Regions from separate parts of the Anser cygnoides genome. Here region 1 is linked to region 2. The links are chromatin contacts, called in public Hi-C maps. All regions are on one chromosome and are shown on one strand. Each heading gives the region's core, a stretch centred on a gene start, on an enhancer-like site or on the middle of the called end of the contact. The rest is flanking DNA. Distances are from core to core; before and after follow the strand shown.

Region 1 (4,380 bases), core at 780-3,279, 200 kb before region 2:
ATCGTGGCCCAACAAAACGGGGTGTCACGGGCGGTGGCTGCCCGCTGGTGACCCGACGCACCGTGTCAGCCCTGGTGCGGGGCCAAGGAGGGCAGAGGGGACGCCAGCGCGGCTCTGGGGCACGACACCCCGCAGCCAAGGTCCTCGCGGGGAGCCGGGCGGCAGGACGCACCGCTTCCCCCGGTGCTGCCACCCGGTTAAAGGTCACCCGGTTGGGTTCGGCGCCAGCACGGGGACACCGCGACGGTCCCGGAGAGGGGGTTCCCGGCACCGACCTCCCAGAGCGTCCCGTGGGCGCCGCGGGGCGCCGGGGGGCTCGGGCGGCCCCACGCCCTCTCCCCACCCCGCCGCGTGCTCCACCGGCTCGGCCGGTCTGTGCCGGGGCTGCCTCGGGGCCCCGACGCTCGGCGAGCTCAGCTGGGACGGGCGCCACGTGCTGCCAGCCGGGGAACCTGTTCGGTGCTGGGGCTGGGCTGGCTGCGTGCTGGGCATGGGGACGGGTGTGGGAACGGGGACGGGTACGGGTAGGGGTAGGGGTGTGGGTAGGGGTAGGGGTAGGGGTACAGGCATGGGAATGGGAATGGGAACGGGTACAGGAACGTGCACAGGTATGGGAATGGGTAGGGGTATGGGTACGGGTACAGTTATGGGTAGGGGTAGGAGTATGGGAATGGGTATGGGAACGGTTATGGGAACGGGAACGGTTGTGGGTACTGTTTTGGGAACGGGAATGGGAACGTGTATGGGTGTGGGACCGGTTATGGGAACGGGTACGGTTACGGGAACACTTACGGGGTCAGGTATAGCTCGGCGCTGGGGAGCGGGTCCCGCTGGCACAATCCCCACCCCACAGCCCTCCCCCACCAAGAGGACCCGGTACCGAGGGCTCCGGGCCCGGGGATGCTCCGCAGAGCCCCGGGGCCGCTTCTCCCCTCCCCCCCCCCTTCCACCCTTCCCTGCCCCCCCCCGCCCCGGGAAGCCAGGAGGAACGACCGGGAGTAACCCCGGCGGTGACGCTACCGCGGGGCGGGGCTGGCGGCGGCACAAGGCTGCGGGGGGGGGGCGCCGGGGCTGCCCCGGCACCGGCACCGACCCCCCCGGGACGGGGGGGGACAACCGGTACCCGAACCCCCCGGGCCGGGCACGGCCCCCCAAGGACGACTCAGCCCTGCAGCGACTCCGAGCCCCAAAAGCCCCAAATTCCCCCCCCCCGGCACCGAGAGCGGCCCCCCCCGGGCTGTGCTACGGTTCTCCGGCGTCGCACCGAGCCCCCGGTGTCGCACCGAGCCCGCTCCCCCCCTTCTCCGGTATTGCACCGAGCCCCGGCGTTGCACCCCCACGGCCACGCGTGGCTTCCCGGCGGTGCACCGAGCGCCGGGCATTGCACCGAGCACCGGGCATTGCACCCCCCCACGGCCACGCGTGGCTTCCCGGCGGTGCACCGAGCCCCCGGTATTGCACCGAGCCCCGGGCATTGCACCGAGCGCCGGGTATTGCACCGAGCCCCGGGCATTGCACCGAGCCCCAGGCATTGCACCCCCCCACGGCCACGCGTGGCTTCCCGGTATTGCACCGAGCCCCGGCCGCGCACCGAGCGCGCAGCCCCGGTCCCAGCCGTCCCCCCATCCCGGTGCCCCCATATCCCCCATCCCGGTGCCCCCATATCCCCCCTCCCGGTGCCCCCACGCCCCCCCATCCCCGTGCCCACCCCCCAATCCCGGTTCCCCCATATCCCCCCATCCCGGTTCCCCCACTCCCCCCCGGTCCCGGTTCCCCCCCCCCCCATCCCCATCGCGGTGCCCCCGGCCCCCCCGCACCGTCGATGTCGCTGAGCAGCGCCGTGTCGATGTCGCTGCCCCCGGGCAGCCCCAGGGCCGGGGCCAGCCCGTCCAGGCTCCCGTCGTCGAAGGCGAGGGCGCTCATCCCGCAGCTCAGCACCGGCGGCGCCGCCCGGCCGCGGCCGCTCGCACCATGAGCGCCGGAGCCGCGCCGAGCCCGGACCTGCGGCCGGGCGGGGCGGGAGCCACCGGGGGGGGCGGGACGAGGGGCGGCCCCGGGAACGGCCCCGGGAACGGCCCCGGGAACGGCTCCGGCAGCGGCGCCCCCTCCACCCCGGGACGCCCCCCCACACACACACACCGCGGGGTGCCCGCCTCTGCCCGGTGGCACCGGGTACCCCGGAGCGGGGTCCTGGGCAGCGAGTTCCTGGGCACCGAATCAGTACCTGGGCACCGAATCCATCAGTACCTGGGCACCGAATCCATCGGTACCTGGGCACCAAATCCATCAGTACCTGGGCACTGAATCCATCGGTACCTGGGCACCAAATCCATCGGTACCTGGGCACCGAATCCATCAGTACCTGGGCACCGAATCCATCAGTACCTGGGCACCAAATCCATCAGTACCTGGGCACCGAATCCATCGGTACCTGGGCACCGAATCCATCAGTACCTGGGCACCAAATCCATCAGTACCTGGGCACTGAATCCATCAGTACCTGGGCACCAAATCCATCGGTACCTGGGCACCGAATCCATCAGTACCTGGGCACCGAATCCATCAGTACCTGGGCACCGAATCCATCGGTACCTGGGCACCAAATCCATCGGTACCTGGGCACCAAGTTCCCGGGCACCCAGTGCTTGGGCACCAAATAAATATCTGGGCATCAAATAAATCAATACCTGGGCACCAAAAAGCTGGGCACCGAATCAATCCCTGGGCACCAAGTGCCTGGGCACCCAATGCTTGGGAACCAAATCAATACCTGGGCATTAAATAAATCAATAGCTGGGCACCAAATCGATCAATACCTGGGCACCAAATCAATCAATACCTGGGCACCAAATACCTGGGCACCAAATAAATCAATATCTGGGCACCAAATCAATCAATATCTGGGTGCCAAATAAATAAACACTTGGGCACCAGATCAATCAATATCTGGACACCAAGTACCTGGGCACCCAGTACTTGGGAACCAAATAAATATCTGGGCATCAAATAAATCAATACCTGGGCACCGAATCAATACCTGGGCACCAGACGGCCAGGCGCCAAAAAAATAAATCCCTGGGCACCACGTAGCTGGGTGCCAAATAAATACCCACGCACCAAATCAATACATGGGCACCAAGTACATGGGCACCAAATAAATAAATACCCGGGCACCAAATAAATAAATACCTGGGCACCAAATACCCCGGCATCGTGCACCCAGGGGAGCTCAGAGGGGCACAGCGCAGCCGGAGGCTCCTTGGGTGCTCAGAGAGGGGGGGCGCTGGGATTTTGGGGGAGCCCCGAGTGTTTTGTCTCAGCACCAGGAATAACCTGGGAAAACGAAACCAACTGCGCCAGCAGCCCCTCCAAAGTTTGCCTGCTCTGTCAAGCGGGACGGAGGCTGCCCAATAATTAATTAAAGCTGGCTGCACCCTGAAATCCTCTCCCCCCCCCCCCCCCCGTGCACCCCTGTGCAAAGTGGGAAGCCCTGCGTGGGGCACCCCATGGCGGCGGTGGAGCCGTGGGGGCTCAGCCCAGCCCCGCTCTGGCCGGAGCTGCTCCGGTGTCTCAGCGGCAGCAGAGGCTGCTGAAACCCCCCCCCCAGGAGCCCCCTAACTTGCCATGGGGCGGCTCAGGGGGGCTGCACGCTCTTCCCCCCCCCCCCCCCCCTATTTTATTAGGGTCACTGGGGGGGCGGACGTGCCGTGTCCCACGAGGCAGCTGAGCGCGAACGCAAGGGTCGCACGCCCCTAATAACCCACCGCGAGACACTGGGGGTGGGGGGGGGACGGGGACAACCAACAACCCCCAAACCCACCCAAACGGCTTTATTTCCATGCCAAGCCAGATTTCGCAGGGCCCCTTCCCGTCGCACGCCTCCCACAAAACCAGAGGGGCCGCGCTCCCCAGGGACCCCGTGGCGTGGGGGGGGGCGACCACGCGGCATCCGCGGGGCGGTGGGCAAGGGTCCGGGGGCCCAGGCCTGGTGGGTTCGGTGGCGGAGGGCTGCCACGCGGGGTGGGGCTCCCCGGGGGGTAAGCTCGGTTGTGCGGGGTAAGGAAAAACCCCGCCTGTAGAACCAGCGCCACGCAGCCAATAAGCGCGGCGGCCGGAGTGGAGTGATCCTGCATCACGGCGCGGGGCCCGCGATTACATCATGTCGGTCCGCCGGGATCTGCCGGCGGGGCCACGTGGTGCTGCCCGAGTCGCTGGGACGCTCTCCTTCCCCGGCACGGGGCCGGGGGGAAACCGCAAGGACGAGACGGGAAACAAGCCGGACCCGCCACGGCGGGAGCTGGGCGGCCGGACGGCCGGGCTCGAGTGGCCACGTTGGGCTCACGTGGCCGCTTCGGGCTCATGGTGCTGCATCGGGCTCGT
Region 2 (3,839 bases), core at 178-2,677:
CTTCTTCTTCTCCGTCATGAACCCGTGCGTCAGGTGCCCCCCGTCGGGCAGGTCCAGCCCCATGATCCTGCCGTGAGGCTCCACCAAGGCCGTGTACACGGCGAAGTTGGCGGGGGACCCTGCGGTGGGAGCACACCGGGGCGGTTACGGGCGTCGGGATGGCGCAGCCCAGCCTGGCTCTCCCGAGGGCACCGTTACCTGAGTAGGGCTGGACGTTGACGCCCCACTTCTGGGGGTCGAGGCGGTACGCCTGCAGGGCGCGCTTCTGACACAGCCTTTCCAGCTCGTCTACGAACTCGGTCCCGCCGTAGTACCTGCCGGAAAATAGGGCACGGGTCACAGCGGGGTTGGTGTTTGCTGAGAGCAAACCTCAGGGGATTGAAACCGAACCATTTATTTAGAAACGTGCGCCCAGTGCTGTGCCAGCGGGGGAGAACAGGAGGGTGCTGTGTTTACAGCAGCTGCCGCAGCTATGACCCTGCTGAGATCGTCCAGTATGCGGCCAAGGACAGGAGCTGAGAGGGTCAAATCCTGCCCTGGGGCAGCTTGGCTGCCAGCACCAGGACGTGGCTTCCTTCCCAGAGATAAGGTCTCGAGGGGGACGTGGCAGTGTGGGTGGTTCCTCTCCCTTCCCTGCGAGGCTTCGGAGTGGGTCAGGCTCTCCCCAGCCCCCTACCTCTGTCCTGGGTAGCCCTCGGAGTATTTGTTGTTCAGGCAGGATCCCAGGGCCTCCAGGACCGCTCGGCTCGCAAAGTTCTCCGACGCGATCAGCTCCAGCCCCAGCCTCTGCCGCTGCTTCTCCTTCTTGATGATGCTGTGCACCTTCGGGAGGGGAGAGAAACAGCTCTGCTTGTGCTGACTGCGTGCGGGTGGGATGCTCGGGATGTACCCTCAGAAGAGACGGGGCAACGGAGAGCAGCCTGGAAAGGTGCTGCAGGAGGGAGAGGAGATCCCTTCTTGGTGCAGCTGATCCCAGCAGTTCACATGTGTCCTGCCACGTCTTGGGGCTTCTAGCTGCCATACGGCCATCGGATAATTCAGCTGGCACTTGGGTTAGCGTCAAGGGCAACTGCTGGGTGGCTACAGCAAACGCTGGGCCTGGCACAGATGTCTGAGCCTCAGGCAGGGGCGCGTGAGCAGCAGACCTGAAGTTACAGCCCCGTGGCTGCAGGTGGCTGGAGGATGCCCTCTCTCCTCTCGCACGGAGGATGGACGAGTCCCGCCAGCTCAGCCTTGGACCCTGTCCCTGTCCCGAGGAGGTTGCTGTCCCGAGCGGCTGCTGTGCCATGAAGGGGCTCTCACCTCCGGGTCGTTGCTGTCGAGCGGCTCCATCACCATCTTGTTGTGGGAGGCCCAGAGCTCCGCGCTAGGGAGGCCCGAGTTCGCCGCCGAGTTCGCCATCTGCTGCCGTGCCCAACGTCACCTGCAAGCGGAGAGGGGAGCTGGGGGCACGCGTGCGGGCTGGCAGCGGGGCTGGGGGCTTCTGCACCGTGCCCCTGCGTGGCCTGCTCCCGTCCTGCGTCTTCCCCAGATAACGCTGGGGGAGCGACCGCAGCTTGGGCCTGCTGGGGGCGGAAGGCGCTGAGCGCTCTCAGTGTTTCCCTGCCGATTTCAGATCGGTTTGTTCGTTGTGGATTTGGCCATTTTGGGCACCTTCCCACCGCCGACCCCCCCCGGGCACTGCCCAGCCAGCTTCACGGGGCTTCCCCTACCCCGTCCAGGGTTTTAGCGGAGCAAAACGGATTGGCAGCTTTAGCAACACCTTTCCCTCTCTCTCAGTCTCACGTTTTAAACGCAGGGTGACCGCTGCGAGTGTCACCACGGAACCCCCAAGCCCTGGAGCAGCCGTGATGGCCTCGCTCCCCCCCCGGCTGCGGGCAGCCCGCCGTGTTATCCCCCTGTTATCCGTGCCCCCGGCCGGCTAGCACGGGGCCGTGAGCGGGTTATTAAGCGCCCCGCTTGGCTCGCCTGCGCCCAGCCCGTGCCAAGCCGCAGGAGCCGGGTGGCGGCGAGGAAGGGGCAGGGGCTGGCTTCGGGCAGGCTCCCGGGGCCGCGCAAGGCTGCGGGGGGGGCCAGCGGCTGCCCCTTCCCATCCCGCAACCCCCGGCCCCGGCCCCGGCCCCGCACGGCCCCTACCGGCCCGATCCTGCTCCCGATCCCTGATCCGGATCCTGCTCCCGATCGTGGTCCCGGTCCCGCTCCGGTTCCGCGCGGGAAGCCGCGCGCCTACCCTAGGCAGCTCGGACACGCCCCCTCCGCGCCTCCACCAATCAGCGCCTCGCTCCGCCTTTCCGCAATGAAGCAGTGCAACGGCTCCGGAAGCTCCTCCGCCAATCCGCGGCGCGCCCCGCTCCCCCCGCCGCCTCCCATTGGTCGCTGCCGAGGCGTGGCGGGAGGCGCTGCCGGCACGTGGCGCGCCGGGCACGGGTCACCTTGGGCGGCCACGGGGGGCTCGGCCCCGGGCACCCCGACCCCCCCCGGCAGCCGGAGCCCCCCCAGGGCACCCTGACCCCCCCGGCACCCCATGTCCCCACCGGCTGCAGGGCTCCCAGCCGCCCTGCTTGGCCCCCTTGGGTATAGGGTGATGGACAGAGTGGGGTCCTGAGCTCGGGGGTCCCTCTGGGCATGGGGCAGGGTCGTGGGTGGGCTGCGGGTGAGGGTCTGGGGAGCACGGCGCGCCCCGACCCCTCCGTGGAGCTTTGTGGGGTGAGGGGTGCCCCGGGGGTAGGCCCGCGGGGGGGCGTGGGGTGGTGGTGCCTTCGCGCTTCGAGTCCAAGTTGGGTCGGCCAACCTGGCCTGAGAGGCCGTGCCCCAGGCAGAGCTTCAGGGGTTAAATCGAGGCACCGTAAAATGGGGAACGAGGGCAGGGAGTGAGGGATCCTACTAAACGCCTCGTGGGCCCGAGCCATGGAAAAATGGAGCGAGGCACCGTGAGTCACGGCGGAGAGGAGCGGTGTCTCAAAGGGGAGTCAGACGTGGGGACAGAGCAGAGCCAGAGGGAGAGCGGTGAGGAGCACGGCGCTGTGGTGGGTCCTACCGAGGCGGGTGCCGGCTACGGGGAAGCACAAGCTCGTGGAGGCAGGTTTTTGGGTAAAGGACTGGCTGTTGCACCAGGACACACCTTGGGTATCGCTCTGCCTAGGAGAGGACGCGTCCTCAGAAGGTATTTGTCGAAGGAACAGCGTTTCAGCTTCATCAGTCTAGAAGCTTTTTACTGTCTTAATTTGGCGTTGGTCATCCAAAGGGGTTCGTCGCAGCTGTGCGATTTGGGTTTCCACGGTTCTGGTTTTGGCCCCTGACTGCTGCTGTGGGCTGTCCATGGGTGCTCTGACACCACCGACAGCAAAACCTGGGCTGGTTTCTCGGGCGGTGGTGGTTCCTGAGACGTGCAGAGCGGTGGCGGGGCTGCGGGGCCATTCACAGGCAATGCCACCCCCCCCCCGCCCCACAGTGCCCAGGCTGCTGTGGGCCTTCAGGCATGGAAGGAGCTGCAAGCAAAAAAATCTATTTTATTATCATTTATTTTTCTGGCTTAAAATGTGTCGCAGTGTCAGTGGGCTGGCAGTCAGCCCACCAACAGTCACCCAGCAGTGACGAGCTTTGCAGGGATGCAGGGACTGCCCTGGAGGCGTGTAATTGGTTTCGTCTCGATGCATCCCTGGGTTTTTGCTTGCAGCGGTGGGAGTTGTCCCCGCGGTTGCTGAGTTTCTGCTCAGATGGCTCCCCTTCTTGTCAGTACCGTCCCTTCTGGGACGTGTCGGGATCAGATCAGCCCGAGGCATTCAGAGTACCCTCCTCCCTCTGTTTTGGCTCGCTGGGATCCTGCTCGATCCTGCTTG

The links. A called contact is a pair of places that touch in the nucleus more often than the background predicts.
Region 1: a contact with region 2 is called in a Hi-C map of liver, with 4 times the contacts expected there. The contact joins the promoter of SREBF1 here to the promoter of SHMT1 in region 2. A contact is called at or near these places in 2 of 7 Hi-C or Micro-C datasets (both in liver).

The regions. Positions count from the first base shown.
Region 1 is chr15:3,114,512-3,118,891 of Taihu_goose_T2T_genome, reverse strand. SREBF1 (sterol regulatory element binding transcription factor 1) reads right to left here and starts at 2,029. Exons shown (of 18, transcript XM_066977670.1): 1 at 1,818-2,029. The coding sequence starts at 1,923.
Region 2 is chr15:2,912,924-2,916,762 of Taihu_goose_T2T_genome, reverse strand. It overlaps SHMT1 (serine hydroxymethyltransferase 1), which reads right to left and starts at 1,427. Exons shown (of 11, transcript XM_048067954.2): 1 at 1,303-1,427; 2 at 677-822; 3 at 199-314; 4 at 1-119. The coding sequence starts at 1,401. LOC106032117 (chemerin-like receptor 1) reads left to right here and starts at 2,203. Exons shown (of 3, transcript XM_013174939.3): 1 at 2,203-3,163.